Linked DNA regions of Mus musculus: all the other regions are linked to region 3. Evidence: chromatin contacts called from public promoter capture Hi-C data. All regions are on one chromosome and are shown on one strand. The core of a region is the stretch at or near the end of the contact, and the rest is flanking DNA. Distances in the headings are between cores, read along the strand shown.

Region 1 (3,027 bases), core at 216-2,715, 650 kb before region 3:
TTCTGTATTTCCAGAAGTACTTGAACATGGTCCCTAGATAGTCTTAATCTCTTAATATCTTGATCCCCTCAGGTCTTGGTTTTGGTTAAAGCAGTTTATGAGGTGGAACGGGGCCAAGTTTAGCTAGACCACATTTGGATCTCCTTGTAAATAAGTAGGGATGGGCACCCTTAGGCCTCTGCTTGGTGTATGTGACCTTGAGCTTCCCCAGGCTAGCTTGTGGGGAAGGCGCTCTCCCGGCCCTGTGAGGCCTTGTGTTGTGTGCTTTGTTGTCCTCCTGTGGTTCTTTGCTCCTCAGACCGCCTACAGATCTCAAGGGTCTCCCCTGTGGTTTCCCTGTCCTCCCAGTTCCTAGCCCTCTCTTGGAGCTGTGAGCAGGGCCAGCACAATCCCCTCCTTGGTTCCTTACTTCTGGGCATAGGCTTATTTCTGTAAATCTTGCCTAATACAAACCACTGGGTCGCGGGTTGTATTTGATTTTGGTTCTTTCCTACGGGAGGGTAAGTCTCTGTTACTCCACTGAGCCAGAAGCAAAGGCTCACTCGATTATTTAATATTGTTAAGCATGTTTGCTTGTTTTTCTTCTTTCCAATTTCAACTTGCATTCCTGAACACTTAAAGTGAGATAAGGGCCAGTGTTCCTCAGGGTACAGCTGGACACTCGTTCATGTCTCAGTGGGCCTAGAGTTTTAGATGTATATGGCTCTTGGTGTTAATATCAGAAGAAATGGTGTTGATTCCTCCTGCTGTGAATCTGATCGTGCAGGGACCTGCCTCTCACAGCACAGCGTACAAAGACGTGCTCCTCATCCTGCTCTTCCTCCAGGACCTAGCTCATGGCCTTTACCTTCACTAGCTCAGACAGTGATGGAGAACATTCTTGGAGCAGGAAGCAACAATTCTAGCTACTTTCATTGAATGTAGTGTCAGACACCAAAGTAGTTACCATGCTTCAGATATGTGTAAGGGCAGTCAGTTAACAGTGGTGGCTTATTTAGGCAGGAAAAAAAAACAAAAACAAAACCCTACAAATACAGAAACAAATTTTGTTTTGTTTGATTCTAAGATTAACTTTACTGTTCCTCATTATTGGATGAAAACTGAAACCAAAAAAAGTGGAAGCTGGTCATGAAGCCAGCGAGGGCTCCTCACCTCCTCTCGCCCTGAACTCTGTCTGTCTTTCAGCCTGCTCTCAAGTACGTGCTGTACGCGCTGGTTGGTGTTGTGGGGCTTGTAACCCATTATGTGCTGCCTCAGGTGAGGAAGCAGCTCCCCTGGCACTGCTTCTCCCGGCCTCTGCTGAGGACAGCCGAGCACAGTCAGTATGAAGTCCGAAGTGAGTATGTCTCTGCCGCCCTCGGGCTCTGCCCACTCTGGTATGCCCGTGGTGAGTTAAGCAGACAGCATTGAGTCACGCTTTAGCTCTGGCTTCTTGCAGTGGGTTTGAAGCTTCCGGTGAAGTGTCGCCTGCAGGGCACTGTCTTCTGCTAAAAGAGCAGCAGCTGTGCTCCCAGGCCGTCTTCCGAGAGTAGACCTACACTTCCTGCTCTACCTCTCACACCTGTCCCTAGTGTGTCTGGCGTGTGACTTCTCTAACGTCCCCGATCCATCTTCTCCCTAATCAGTATACAAGCAGCTCAGTCCCCATCCAGTCCTCCATTTGAAAGGTTTTAATTTAAGCATAAGGAAGGAAGGAAGGCCTTTGTCCCTTATGCCACAAGAAACACTGTCTTACTTAAGAACAGTAGTGACAGTCCTTTCTGTAATTTCTGCTCAGATCTGGGTAAGCAGTGAAGTGACTGGAGAAGAGAGGAAGGCCTGTCCATTCAGCCAGCTTCTCCCTCCACTGTAAACTCTGACTCACTCTTCCTTGTCCGTTGGTCCTGTGACGGGCTGTGCTACACACAAGTGACTGAATGTAGCAAGCTTTCCTCCTTGGACTTGAGTGAAGTACTGTGAAGAGGGTGACTCAGCCAGTCATTTGAGTATGAGTTGATATTTTTGAAGAACATTGAAGCCTTTGAAGCTGTAGCAGAGTTGACTTTCTGTTCTCACAATGGGCCTCTTAATGAACCTGACTGAAGCCGTGTGGTCCTGGTGCTGCCCACAGCCTGGACGCTGGAGAGGCCACCGAATACTAATGAGCAGAGAGTGGGACGATGCTCTGGAGACCTTTTAGTAAGGGAAACTAAAGGAGACTGTGAGGCTGGTGCTGCCAGCCTCTGCACCGGAAACGTAGCCCACAGAGACAGGCTCTGGTTTGCTTTTCTATGATGAAGCATTTCCCACTTTTATATATAAATATACCAAATAGTTCATTTTTAAAATCAATAGTTTTATTGGTTGCTTTAATCAGTCTAAAATGTTTACAGATTTTGAATTGCCATAACATTTTTGACTTCTTGAAAATACTGAACTATAGAACTAAACTGGTTTTGTTTTGTTTTGGGGGGTGTTTTGGTTTTTTCTTTGTACTGATATTAGAAATGTAAAGACTGCCTAGCAGCCTGGCGTAGTGCTTTTAGAGAGCCAAAGAGCTTACCACCTTAACCACCATATGCCACTAGTGAAGAAACGCCTTATAAGCTGGGTGACTGTAAACTATGAGTGTGTGCATCTAGAGCATAGACTTTCCTATTGAGAAGTCAGGTGCTTTAGTAGCGCTTACTTATCTAGGATTGAGTACAGCCCGAGAACCTTTAGCAACTTTTCCTATATACAAATGTAGAAAATGAGAAAAATTATAGTGAAAAATAAGATCTCAAGAAATGAAATGCTGGAGATGCGGGTGCATGGTGAACAGTTGGCTCCTATGTGCTAAGGCCCCGGGGTGACACGTAGCTTTACACAACAGCTTATAAAAGTAAAGTTAGCCAAGTATGAGTTATGTCTAGGTCAGAAACTGTGTATTTGCGTATGCGTGTGCATATGCGTGTGTGTGCACCTGAATGTGTGTGTGTGTGTACACGTGTGTATGCCTGCATGCATGCGGTCGATCACATAAAAGTAGACATTGAAGTACGGGCT
Region 2 (3,256 bases), core at 538-3,037, 680 kb before region 3:
TTTGATTCATTCTTATGGTGCATGTATAGCAAAATAGGGCAATCATAAACTATATTAAAGCGCTAAAAAGTATGATTGTTTATTTCTGAATTTTTCAACTTAATGTTTTCAGATTGATGTTGACTGTAGGTAAAAAGGATCAAAGAAAGCAAAACTTCAGAAAAAGAGACCATAATAGGTTATTGTAAACATTGGTAACTTAACTGCCCCAAAAGGCATGTGATAAAATATACATGTATGAGAATTAGGATTAAATGAGCAACTTTCTTACAAAGAGAGTTTGGATGCTTATTTAAATCTTATTATAATAAGCTCCTTAAGAATTATTTAAAAATTTTTAATTAAGTTAGCTTTGTAGGTAGGTTATACAGGCCCTAGTTAATTCTTCTTAGTGACTAGAGCTAAAGTAAAGACAAATATTTAAAATTCCTTATAATATAAAGAGTTTGATATTTATTACCCGAAGTCATAGTTTTTGAGTCCTTGGTAGATTGGGATAGAAGGAAATCATCTTACTTTGGTAAAGAGCAAGTGATTTTAGGTATCTTTACCTTCTTAAAGTATGAGATGAAAAGGTCTGTAATAAAATGAGGTCACAGTCATTTTTGAGAACATGTGGTTAGAAATCTATGAGGTCATTTTGTGTTCAGATGAATTCATCATTTTTTTTATATATATACTCAGGACATTTTTTTCCTCTGGAACCTGTATATTCTTTGGCATACTGGAATAATACTCTTAGGACTTACATTTTAGTTGGAGAGATACTAAGGTAACTGACAATGTGAGGTAGAATTGCCAGGCACCATTTTGGTGTATAGAGGAGGAGATGGCCAAGACCAGCTGTATGTCTGTCATTTAAATTGGGAATGTTTGTCAGTGTGCTTACTTTCCAGCCCATAATGACAGACTTAGATTTCCTTTTACTGTGTGATAAAATATTTACTACTCTGAAAAGAAAGAAAGAAAGAAAGGAAGGAAGGAAGGAAGGAAGAAAGAAAGAGAGAAAGGAAAGAAAGAAAGGAAAGGAAAAAGGAAAGAAGAAAGAAAAATTATATTCACACCATACTCATGCCTGTTAAACTAGTTAGTATCCCCTTTGGGGATGTGATTATTGGCCATTTGTGCTAAAAAGCCAGCTTTTCCTGTTGCTGATGAAGGTTTTGAAAGCAGGAAGTAAGGAGTATAATGTTTATTACTGTCTTTAGGTCTTTAAGACTCCATAGCTAGAGTAATAGATTTTGACTAATTTCCTTCATTTATTTGGGAGTTGACTTCCATGCACTGCTTAATATTTTGAAAACATTGAGTATATTTGGATAGACATTGTGCATTGGTAGTTTGATGACTAGGATATTCTCTCTCAGATCTGTTCACATTAAAATATGATCTTTCTTATGACTTTAAGTGAAAAAAAACTGATAGAAAATTTTTGAGTACAAATTTTCTGGTTGAGTTCATTTTGATGAGGCTCATGGATAAGTTTAGATTGCTTCTGATGAAGAGGGACACATCAGTCATATATGGAAAATAAAAGCTATTTAATTAACAAGATCGTCTTTTTTTCTTCTTTAAATTTGTAGTGCTGGAGGTGCCCCCGTGGCTTAACACGTCGGCAAAGGCTCTGCCACTGAGCTGCGTTACCAGGCTCTTGTGACCCTCCCTTGACTAGTAGCTGCTGGGAAAATACTCGAAGGAAACTGCTAAGTGGCTAATGCCAGTGTGAACAAGAACCAGAACGCGCAGGCTCGCTTCTTAGAACGTGCGCTTGACAGTGGCTGAGTCAGACCTTCAGAGTACATGCTAATGTCTGCCTGTCGTGGCAGGATTAATGTTCTGTAACGCATGCTGTCCTCCTGTATGGCAAGCAGCCAGTATTAGCAACTGACCACTTTGGTGGCTCCTACCTGTAATTGAAATACAGTTGGCACGAGTGATATCAGAGTAGTTGCTGCAGCCACAGCTTAGCCTGCACATCACTGTCAGTCAGCAGTGTCTAGGCTTTGATTGCAGTGGATTCAAGGGTCAGAGTCTTAGTAGAAAATAATATCATAGAAATGGTAAGCTAAGCAAGGCCACCCTGGGCAGCGTTCTTCTTTTTCTAGTGCCTGGTTATGTTAGTGACAGTGTCTGGAACTGCTCGGAGTACAGTCACATTCACAGAGTGAAACATCGCTGGGGCATCGTGTGTACAATGCTGTATGACAGTTAAAACATTTCAGGAATTACATCAGCTTAAATTAGGGTAAAGCTTATATAAATAATGTTAATGAAATTTATAGTATCTTAAGTATAAAAGAAAATGAGTAAATAATATAGGAAAATTAGTTTTATAAATGATAAAAAGAAATTTATATTAACAAATACTAATTTTTAAACTTTATAAAACTATTAGAATATCTTTGGGAAATTAAGGTTTCCCAGTTGTTAAGATTTTCTAAAATAATGGATTGCTTTTAATGAGATTACAATATGGGCTGGAAAAGAATGTAACAGTGATGAGAACATGTTTTTTATGTATGTTTTGTATGTAACACATGTAGCCTTATTTCAGAATATAGAAACTATTATAAATAGTACTTTATAAAGTCGTGTTTCACTCAGTTGAGTCATGTTTTTTGGTTCTTTTGCAGTAGATTGTGTTATTTTTTTTTTTGTATTTTGGTTGCATTTGATAGAGATTCTTTGTTTTTCGCGTGTGTAGGAACTGTTTTATTGTGTATCTGAATCTGAGATCTTAGAACATTAGAGGGAAAGCAGCAAATTATTACAAGGTAAAATTTACCTGTCGGAGCCCAGCACCGAGCCACCTCACTTGAGCACACTCCGGACTCCTTGCTCTCTTCTTCACTCTAGAATCTAGTCGGGTTGAGCTGGAAGAAAGTTGCAGATTGGCAGTTAACCTCCCTATTGAGTACACACTGCTTTCCTCTATGAGTCGGATGGGTAAGGACGAGAGCAAGTGTAAACTGTGACTGTACGAAGCTCCATGGCGGCTCCTGGGCGATTTGAAAGTGTCATTTTGAAATCTGTGATCTGTATTGCTTTCACTCTAGCTGTTGTTTTCTCTTTTCTTCCCTGTAATGTCTCCCCACTCCATGTTCTCTCCTAGCCTTCAAGATGGTCAGCAAGGCCAGCAGTCCACAGCCCAGGTCAAGGTCCAGTCCCGCCCCCCATCCCAGGCTGCAGTGCTCAGTGCTAGTGCCTCCTTGCTGGTGAGAAAAGGGAGTGTCCACTTAGAAGCCTCACATGACCA
Region 3 (3,052 bases), core at 467-2,966:
CAATTTACAAGAAGGAAAGACTTCTTTTGGCGTCAAGTTTCAGAGATTTTTAGCCTATGGTTTTTTGGTCTTGTGCTTCAAGCTACTGTCTTGGAGGATGCTGGTAGGAGACCTGTATACTGCGTGGAGACTGAGGGAGGAGCTAGTCTCATCATACACCCTTCAGTGGGACCCCTCCATGGACCCAGCTTCCTTCTACTGGGTCCCACCTCTGACTTAAAGTGCTTACCCCTACCAATAGGGCACACACAGGGTTCCTAGGCACATCTTATCTCCAACTTACACTCACTGACCCCTTCAGACTTCAGAGTACAGTTCCTAAAAACAGGTCACTCTTAGTGTGGCTAGCACACTAGCTTTATGTGAGGAAACAACACAGACATGTCTATTTTCTTGAATCAGTATATTATAGAAATCCATGGTTATAGGTGTTATTTACAGGGGTTGGATCCTACCCAAGGCCACCTTCTGAGTTAGCAGCCTTGTCCTCGGGCCTCGCTCAATCAGAAGCCATCTTTAACAATCTGCCATTTTAGAAGAATGGATTTACATTCAGAAGAATCTATTTACCTTTAACTGATGTTCTTTGTTATTTGCATATTTATGCACAGCAGTGTTGACAAACATGCATATTGCCAAGGAAACTTTAAATTTTCACCCCCAGAGCCATAAAGATGAAGAGTCCAGATCATTCATCCCCAATGACTTGGAGTAATTTATTTATTTTTTTCTGTGATTAATACACTAAAGTATAAATTACTGATTTATTATTGGTGTTGGTAACATTGACATACATACACATCTACTGGTAACTATTTAGTACCAACCACCTTGTCCTACCTCCAACTACAGTTCCCTAAAATAATTTGAGACAGGCCTTCATGTAGTCCAGTGTGACTCACGGACTCCCTAAGTAGCCAAAGCTGGCCTCGAACTTCTGTTCTTTCTGCTTCCAGCCCCTGAGTATTACAGGTGGATACCATCTCTGTCGGGGTTTACTCAGTGCTGGGGAAAGCACTATATTAGGTGAGCTACATCTGCAACCCAGTCATAAGTCATCAAAAATCACGTTTCAGGACTCTCAGGTTAAAATGTCCATTCAAGTTACCCTTGTTCATTTGAATGTCAAAGCTTCTCTTCTTGCCCAAGGATATTGTGCATAGTTTCCCCCTTAGATTCCCTTTTGTATTGTTTCAAGATAGTATCAACCACAAAGCGCTCCCAACGCTGTGTGGTGTAAACGTTGAATAAATAAAACCACGAGATTAGCAACAATATCTCTGACGAACGCACTGGCTCATTTTAATTTAGAGGGCGCCAGCCCCACGTCAGTGAGGGATTCAAAAGCTACCGGGACAGCACCTCAGGCCAGAATCGTGAGCACCTTGGCGCCACTAAAGTTTCAGTACACGGTCATCCTGGCAGCAAGGAGAGGAGCCTTGGCTTGTTTAACACAGTCCCTCAGTTTTCTAGGTAGCTGCTCGGTTGCCTGGAATCTGCAGATTATTTTTTTCCTCGCTTGCTGCACAGGGCCTGATCCGTACCCCGGGCGGCGCCGGGACAGGTGAGCCTGGCGGCGGCGACCTAAGAACGTGCTCAGGTGTCAGGGTCCCGCTCATAGCGCGTGGCTCAGGCCAGGTGCGGGCGCCCAGGTGCGCGGCGCGAGGCTGCAGCTGCTCTGGGTCCCCGACAGCGGGCGCCGCTGCGGCAGCGGCCGAGCCGAGCGCCTGGGCTGCGCGACTCCGGGCAGCTCCTTGGCGATCGGCCCCCACCGGGTGGCCAAGAACTCCGCCCGGGGGCGCCCCGGGGTCCCTGTTGCTGCGGGCGCCGAGGGGGCGGTTCCGGTCCGGACCAGCGAGGGGCGAGGGAAACACCCCGGGAGCCCCGCGCCCTGGCACCATGAGACCCGCCGCGCCTCCTCCCGGGTCCGGAGCTGTACAGTGTGCTCGCTGAGCCCCCTGCGGTCGCCGCCTCGTAGAGTGGCACCAAGAAGGTGGAAGAGGAGGAGAAGGCGACACTCGGGAGAGCAGTGCCCGGACAGATTTGGCCGCTCCTCCACCCCCCGAGAGCTGGCGACTCCCGGGTTCCCCAGCCTTATCATGAGCCGGGCGCCAGCCGGGCTTTAGGAGAAACTGAGACGCCGGAGCGAGTCGAGACAATTCTTTGGTTGCTAAGGTAATTGTAGTTGGACAAAAAAGGGACAAGAAAAGAACCCGGAGGAAAAGGAATGGAAGCCGCACCCGCGCCCCGATCTGTGTGGCTTGCATTCCTCGGGGGTGGGCGCTTGTCCATTTCGGATGCGTGACAGGTGCGGGTGTGTGTCTGCAGTTTGGGACTGTGCAGGGCGAGCTTACGTAAGTGACTCGGCGAGCTGGCATGCGGACTTGTGTGGGATGGGTGCAGGTCTGCGTGGAAATCGCCTTCCCGGCTTTGGGGTGGGACGCGCTCCGAGCCTGGGCCTGGAGGGCGTGCGGGGCCCCGAAGGCTTTCTCTTCTTCCCAGCCATCCGCTCGGAGAGCGCAGGTGGGGGAATCTACCTCCAGCAACTTTTCCTGAGAATAAGCTCCCGATTTGTGGGTTGAAAGGGCGAGGCTCCGTGGTGAGGTGAGGACCGCAGGGGCGGGTGGTGAGGTCTGAGGCTTGGGAGTTGCTTTCACAGACGGTAGGTATAGGCTTTTCTGAGCAGGTCAGGCTGCTTAAAAAGTGTGATGAGGGAAGTGACCCAGAAAATTTAAATTTGTTCAGAGGAAAAGCTGCGGGTTTTCATTCTTTTTTAATTTGACAAAGTGGGTGCGTTTTCTCTCTCACGGAGACAGTGGCATTTCTAAGTCTGCAAATAAATTGAACATGTTTTGAATCTCGTTGGTTTGGAATTATTCTCGCAGCATCAGTGCCTGCTTAGAAACTGGACCTGTAGGTAAGTTCTGATAAAAGCCCTTTAGCAGCCCTAAAGGAAAACTTGAAAGGCAACCAGGAGGAGGTTAAAGCCCACCATTTCATCTTTTTCTCTCCAGGGAGAATGGGAGAGTAAGACCTGGGTTGGTGTTTATCA
Region 4 (3,448 bases), core at 597-3,096, 800 kb before region 3:
GGCTTCATGTTGCTCTCCCTCTGTATAAATTTCTGCTTTTTAATTTTTTTTGTAAAGATGCCATTTGTATAGGATTAAGAGCAACTCTGACAATCTCATCATGACGTAATTTTCTATATAGATTCCATTTTTATTGTCTCATTTTTATGTTATGTGTATGGGTGGTTTTGGCTGCATGTGTGCCTATGTACCATGTGTGTGCAGAGGCCATAAAAGGATGTTAGATCTTTTGGAATAGGAATATCAAATGTTTGTGAGCCACCATATGGGTGCTGAGAAGCAAACTTGGTTTCTCTGGAAGAGCAGCCAGTGTTCTTAGCTACTGAGCCATCTCTCCAGACCCAAAATAAATATGAAGACACATAGGTTCTGAAGATTAAGACTTCAATATCTTTTTTTCCCTTGAGATGAGTTTTTTTTCCTGTGTAGGTAGACCTGGATGTCCTGGAACTCAGAGATCCTCCCCAGTGCTGGGATTAAAGTTGTATGCCATCACCACCTGGTGAGACGTCAACATCTTTTAGTAGGAACAACATTCAATTCATAGATTAATTTAAGAGAGAGAGAACACAAGACCTTACAACATGTACATTGAACCACCTGTAAGAGGAAGGAGCAGGGCTGGTGAGATGGCTCAGCGGTTAAGAGCACTGACTGCTCTTCTGAAGGTCTGAGTTCAAATCCCAGCAACCACATGGTGGCTCACAACCATCCGTAATGAGATCTTCATCTGTGTCTGAAGACAACTACAGTGTACTTAGATATGATAATAAATAAATCTTTAAAAAAAAAAAAAGAGGAGGAAGGACCATGGATAGGAACCCCACTAGCTTGTTCTTGTGCGGCACACAATAGCCAGCAAAGCAGTGTTTCTCACCCTGATGGGCGTGACCTCCTTGAGGATTTAAAAACCCTTTCATGGGAGCTGCATATCAGACATCCCACATATCAAGTATTTATATTCCAATTTATAACAGTAGCAAAATTACGGTTATGAAGTAGCAACAAAATAGTTTTATGGTTGGAGGTCACCCCAGCATGACTGTATTAAAGGGTCACAGCCTTAGGAAGGTTGAGAACCAATGCAGTAGAGAAAGAATGTTCCTGGGGATTCTTTACAATGCCAGGAATACAAATTCAGGAGCTCAGACACACACACACACACACACACACACACACACACACACACACACACACTCACACACACACACACACACACACACACGGGTCTGTTTGTCAGGCAGCCATACTCAAGCATGTAACCCCACACTTTCAGGCTAGAGAAGCCAAAGTCTTGTTCATTCACTAACCGGCTCCCTGTGTCTATACAAAACCCATCTTGATTTTGCCCACTGAGTGAAAATGTAAATCCCATTGGCTCACCCAATCCCACAGACTCCTAGCAGAAAAGCCTTTTGTGAGCTGTTTGTTCAAGTCAGAACCCGGAGAATGTGCTGGGTCCTAACCAAAGATCAGTTTCTCTCTGCCTCTGCCTTTCTCCCCTGGGTTTTACCATTGCCTCCTTGGCTTAGTGCGGTGTGAGTTTGTCACGACTCCCTGCCTTACCCATATGATCTCTGAGGAGAAAAGCAACATCTTTGGTAGCGACCTGTACAACAATGGAAACAAAATTAAAAAAACAAAACAAAACAAAACAAACATTCCTCCCTGGATGACTGGGGACAGATGGGAGCCAAACCATTTCCTTCAGTCCCTGAGCTCATTGTTTCTCCCCAGTGACTTCTGCGATCCACAAAGAGCTTCAAATTCCAGGAAGACAGTGTTCTTATCCAATCCCTCCCCCACATTTACCCTTTTGGTTTTCTTTCTAGAGAGCGGAAGGGGGTGGGGGGCAGGGATCCTTGAAACACCGCCAGATGCAGTATTCCCAAGCGTGTGTGAATGGAGGTGTGAGTCCAGCCTTTTGTTGTTGTTGCTGTTGCTCTGGGTTTGTTTGTTTGCTTGTTTGTTTGTTTGTTTGTTGGAAGAAAGGAAAGAGGAAAAGTAAGAGTCTTTTAAAATGATGGAACTGGGCACGGAGAAAAATCCAGGTCAGTGGAGCAAAGCTCCAAAGCAGAAAGGGGGCGGACAAAAAGCAATGCTCCTCCCCCTGCTCAGCAGAAAGGGGGCGGGCTGAAAGCAATGCTCCTCCCTCCTGCTCAGCTCACCCAGTGTGAGCCAGGCTAGTTCAATGCTTCATGTGACTCTAACCTAATAAAAGGAGATCATGACGTATAAACATGCTACTGCGTAGTGAGAATACTACTAAACAAATCATTTACTCTTGCCATTTGTGACCGCTAAAATATACCTAAACAAGAGTGCATCAGGTTATATATATATATATATATATATATATATATATATATAAAGCTGTTTCTCTCTTTCTCTTTCTCTCTCTCTCTCTCTCTCTCTCTCTCTCTCTCTCTCCTTCTCTCTTGTTTTTTATTTTGGTTTGGTTTGGTTTGGTTTTTGGTTTTTTGAGACAGGGTTTCTCTGTGTAGCCCTGGCTGTCCTGGAACTCACTCTGTAGACCAGGCTGGCCTCGAACTCAGAGATCCGCCTGCCTCTGCCTCCCAAGTGTTGGGATTAAAGGCATGCACCACCATACCCAGCTTTTGTTTTGGTTTTGGTTTTATGTTTTTTTGGTTTGTTTTCTTTTCTTTTCTTTTTTTTTTTTTTTGGACTTTCTTTTTTCCTTAAAAATTTATTTATGTTATTTCTATGAGTACACTGTAGCTATCTTCAGAGGGCATCAGTTCCCATTATAGATGGTTGTGAGCCACCATGTGGTTGCTGGGAATTGAACACAGGACCTCTGGAAGAGCAGTCAGTGCTCTTAACCATTGAGCCATCTCTCCAGCCCACAGTGTGTCAGTTTACAACACGGTCTTTCCTTTGCCCTTTGAGAGACACTCTGGCTTTCTTCATTCCCTGCTGTGTCTGGGCAGCTGGTTTTTATGGGTTAAATATCTTTTGCTTGGGGCTAGCTGCAAGCATCTTCAAGAGATGAGAAAATACAAAGAATGACATGCTTATCTTTGTGGCCATTCCTGATGATGGGTCACCATGGTTGGCTACTTCTCCATACTGAAGATCACAACTTCAGTAAGGGGAGGGGAACATCTTCTTGCAGCCTACTCTTCTTGCAACAGCAACCTGGCCTTTCTGCTCACCCCATATGTTGGGTTTTTACACAGTTGCACATTTGTTTTCCATCCATTCTGTCACTTTTATAAGATTAGTCCCTGAACATCTTAATAAGTTGTCCAGTGTAAGTGTACTCTGTATTGCCAAGAGGTGTCCTGCCTGTTACAACACATGTAGTCTCTTAAGTGTCATCTGATTGGATGGTCTGGTCTCCTTGAAGTCTTGCATGGTTCTGTGCACAGACAAAAGCATTTGTAATTCATACGTTGATGGTTTGTTTTTTTTTTTGGGGGGGGGA
Region 5 (3,224 bases), core at 443-2,942, 900 kb after region 3:
CCTGGCTGTCCTGGAACTCACTTTGTAGACCAGGCTGGCCTTGAACTCAGAAATCCACCTGCCTCTGCCTTCCAAGTGCTGTTTTGTTTTTCATTTTATTTTGAATTGGTGGTGGTGGTGGTGGTGGTGGTGTGTGTGTGTGGCTTCCTTTCACCTCTGGATATTATACACTATCTAGACACCGAGTTAAATTTGTAACTCTGGCTGCTTAGTCACTGGAAGCCATAAGCCAAGCACCTGATTTGGGGTCATACATAGCCTTTACTCTTCAGGACTTCCTTTTTCAGCATTACTTTCTACCCTCACTTTACCTGAGAGAAAACAGAGTCGGGCCATGCCGCTTGACTTGCTTCTGACCATGGTTCCTTTGTGAAGTGAGTGTATATTACAGGTTTCCAAGGCAAAACTGGTGTCCACCCAGTTCCCATGGTGGGAATTCAGTGAATCCTGTCAATGGGGTCAGTCAGCTGCCTGTTTGCCAATCCTTCACAAGCCTCCCATGGCCGCCTCCTCCTCCCCCCTCCTCCTCAGTCCTCCAGGGTCCTCAAGGCTTCAGTTTACAAATCCTGCCTTCCTCCTCCCAGAATTCAGGTCAGAGATTCTCCTATTGTTATGTCTCCCATCTGCCCACAGCTTTACCCAACAAGGCTCCAGTCTCTGAGGTCCCATGGTTTTCCATGCCTCTGAGGCTGTTCTCCAGCCTCAACCACTTTGCTAAAGATTCCAAGGTCCTCACAGCCAGTCCAACCAGTAGCTGAAACAGGCTTCCAGCCACATCTTCTTTGAAGTCTGCTTTGTCCTTTTCTGGCAGTTCAAGCTCCGGGAAGCAGTAGTGCTCACTTCTCTCGTTTCCCTCAGAACCTAGCACTCTGCATATCCCTGCACACGTCTGTAAACTTGCTACAGGCTGAAGTGTTTTCATAGGCCCACATCTATGATCACTAATAGCTAGCTTCTAGCGGTCCAGCATCAGGAGCCTGGGCGAGCACCGCACACAATGAATCTCAGGAAGGGATTCTGTTCTCCAAATGCAATTAAGATCAAGGCTGTTGGTGGTCCCCACTTAGCCTGACCTATTTGAACCCATTCTGCTCTCACTACTATCACTTCTGACCTGTTACAAACTCCGTCTTCTTTGCAGTGGTACTCTGGGGTGGTTTTCTGACCAAGGCACACGTGTACCATTCTAGAAATATTACCTGTACAAACTTTGGGCTGGAGATCATTGACAATATTTGTTCAACTTTCTTGTTACAGTGGAAGAAATTAAGGCCCAGAGAAGTGATAAGCACACCTTAGGTCACATAGCAAGGAGGAAACAACCTGACCTAGATTCAAGGAGCCTCCCGGCACCGGCAACTGCGTCCCAAAGTCTTTTTCGCTTTCCTCCTCAGAGTCTCCTTTGCTCTTTCCACAAAACAATCATCTTCCCTCTCTCACATATCAGTGTTAACTCGGGCCTGTGTACCAGCTCCAAGCCGAGAGAAATTTCTCGGGATATGATCCGCAGTAAGAAGGAAGACTCACTGTCAAGAGAGTACCAGGGACTCTGAGGAGGCGGTAGCAATCTCTAGCCCCGCCCCAAAGCGCATCAGACCCCGCCCCTAAGCGTGCCAAGCCCGGGCACGCTCGACCAGGACAAGGCGGAAATCCTAAGTCCCGCCCTCCGTAAAGACCGCCCCTACTGACATGGACAGGCAGAAGCCTAATTCAATGAGAAGAAAGAACCGGCCGCTTTAGTCCTATGGGGTGCGACAACACAACATGAGGGTCTTTCCGGATCTTTGCACGCCCCTGGGTGCTCCAGCCCAGAAGTGTCGTAGCTGAGAGGACCATCTGTGCAGGTAAGGCTGTTCCCATGCGTGGCGTGCATCTGGGCGCCGACGGAGGGTGCCGCTGTACCCACGCAGAGGACAGAGAAGGCAAGGCTGAAGGCAGGAGGAGTGAGCGTGCCATACAAGGCCGGAGTGGGCGTGGGCCAGGACCTGGCGAGTCCTGCGGCGTCCCCAGGATCCCCTTGCAGAGTCCAGCCTGCAGTAGACCTCTGCCTCTGTTGAAATTTGGGCTGTGAAGAAACACGAGGCCAGGAGGCCAATAGTACTTTATGGTATAAATTTTGGAAGTTTATGTTTTTGGTTTTTTTGTTTTTTGGTTTTTCGAGGCAGGGTTTCTCTGTGTAGCCGTGGCTGTCCTGGAACTCACTCTGTAGACCAGGCTGCTGGCCTTGAACTCAGAAATCCGCCTTCTGCCTCCCAAGTGCTGGGATTTTGCTTTTTTTTTTTTTAAAGGCTTCTTTTATGTATGTGGATATTTGGCGTGCATACATGAGTGTACTTCGAACAAGCCTGGTGTTCAGGGAGGCCAGAAGAGATCAGTGAGATCTCCTCCAGCTGGATGATCGTGAGCCGCCCTGCGGGGTGCTAGGATTTGAACCTGGGTCCTCAGCTTTCTTAACCACTAAGACATCTACACACACACACCTTTTAAAAGAGCTTTTATTTTTAATTGTGTATGTGGGTGTGTGTGCTTACATGTGTCTGTGGAAGATCCAAGAGACCCAAATGTGTCAAACTCCTGAAACTGTAATTTGAGACGTTGTGAGCTCCTGAACTCTGAAGAACAGCAAGTGCTCTTAACTGCTGAGCTATCTCTCCAACCCTAGCGGTATCTTTATAAGACACAGAAAGAGAGGTTACGTGGTGGCTTGCCTGAGGTTGTGTGCAGGCTGGTATTTGGAAAAGTTAGGAAGCCCAGATGTGGACCAGCCTCCATTCCCTGCCACAGTAAGATGGGTGTTAGTGAGAAACGAAGCCTTTCCACACCAGTTCTAGTGACTTTGGGGAGCGCCACAACTCCCTCCACCTTGGATGACCAGACACAGCCTTGTGTGTGGAGCAAGGCAGTAAGAAGAAAAACATAAAACAAAACAACTAACAACTCCAAGTCAGCTACTCGGAGAAGACAAAAATCCCACGACCTGGAAATCCAGTTGTCGATAACAGTGGAAAGTAATCGAGGTGGTGTCTTTTGGCTGATGGAGCCTACAAGTGCAGGATGCTCCTGTATCTCTAATGCGACTTTGTTAGTCAGGTATTGTTAGTTCTATAAGCCTCGGTTTCCATGCTGTGTAGTAGGGTTAGCTTATTATGGTTGTGTATTTGTGTGTATGTATAATGTATGTGTGTAAGTGAAGGTTAGGGGGCAACTTTGTGGAGTTGGGTCTC

The links. Promoter capture Hi-C pulls out the DNA fragments that hold promoters and counts their contacts.
Region 1: a promoter capture Hi-C map of embryonic stem cells shows a contact between it and region 3, with 3 times the contacts expected there. The contact joins the enhancer-like site here to the promoter of Rgs6 in region 3. A contact is called at or near these places in 9 of 39 promoter capture datasets (the C10 cell line, cranial neural crest, embryonic stem cells and 3 more) and 1 of 115 datasets of contacts at active chromatin or transcription factors (stem cell-derived neural progenitor cells).
Region 2: a promoter capture Hi-C map of the C10 cell line shows a contact between it and region 3, with 2.9 times the contacts expected there. The contact joins the enhancer-like site here to the promoter of Rgs6 in region 3. A contact is called at or near these places in 6 of 39 promoter capture datasets (the C10 cell line, cranial neural crest, embryonic stem cells and 2 more) and 1 of 115 datasets of contacts at active chromatin or transcription factors (embryonic stem cells).
Region 4: a promoter capture Hi-C map of embryonic stem cells shows a contact between it and region 3, with 2.2 times the contacts expected there. The contact joins the enhancer-like site here to the promoter of Rgs6 in region 3. A contact is called at or near these places in 5 of 39 promoter capture datasets (the C10 cell line, embryonic stem cells, liver and 2 more) and 1 of 115 datasets of contacts at active chromatin or transcription factors (embryonic stem cells).
Region 5: a contact with region 3 is called in a promoter capture Hi-C map of hippocampal neurons, with 2.1 times the contacts expected there. The contact joins the promoter of Dcaf4 here to the promoter of Rgs6 in region 3. A contact is called at or near these places in 5 of 39 promoter capture datasets (cranial neural crest, embryonic stem cells, hippocampal neurons and 2 more), 2 of 115 datasets of contacts at active chromatin or transcription factors (astrocytes and stem cell-derived neural progenitor cells) and 1 of 9 other capture datasets (embryonic stem cells).

The regions. Positions count from the first base shown.
Region 1 is chr12:81,970,061-81,973,087 of GRCm38.p6, forward strand. It overlaps Pcnx (pecanex homolog), which reads left to right. Exons shown (of 36, transcript NM_018814.3): 20 at 1,186-1,336. Among named protein-coding and RNA genes, the nearest start is that of Gm30799, 98 kb to the right of the region's middle. Within about 2 kb of position 1,466, at least 182 of the 459 cell types and tissues checked have an H3K27ac peak or open chromatin away from gene starts, as enhancers often do. A contact at or near this core is called in neutrophils and stem cell-derived neural progenitor cells, where this site is marked.
Region 2 is chr12:81,930,419-81,933,674 of GRCm38.p6, forward strand. It overlaps Pcnx (pecanex homolog), which reads left to right. Exons shown (of 36, transcript NM_018814.3): 8 at 3,113-3,256. Among named protein-coding and RNA genes, the nearest start is that of Pcnx, 72 kb to the left of the region's middle. Within about 2 kb of position 1,788, at least 54 of the 459 cell types and tissues checked have an H3K27ac peak or open chromatin away from gene starts, as enhancers often do. A contact at or near this core is called in hematopoietic stem and progenitor cells, where this site is marked.
Region 3 is chr12:82,615,209-82,618,260 of GRCm38.p6, forward strand. Rgs6 (regulator of G-protein signaling 6) reads left to right here and starts at 1,717. Exons shown (of 17, transcript NM_015812.4): 1 at 1,717-2,175.
Region 4 is chr12:81,815,190-81,818,637 of GRCm38.p6, forward strand. No RefSeq gene overlaps it. Among named protein-coding and RNA genes, the nearest start is that of Gm30706, 9.6 kb to the left of the region's middle. Within about 2 kb of position 1,847, at least 74 of the 459 cell types and tissues checked have an H3K27ac peak or open chromatin away from gene starts, as enhancers often do. A contact at or near this core is called in embryonic stem cells, where this site is marked.
Region 5 is chr12:83,518,774-83,521,997 of GRCm38.p6, forward strand. It overlaps Dcaf4 (DDB1 and CUL4 associated factor 4), which reads left to right and starts at 1,693. Exons shown (of 14, transcript NM_030246.2): 1 at 1,693-1,844.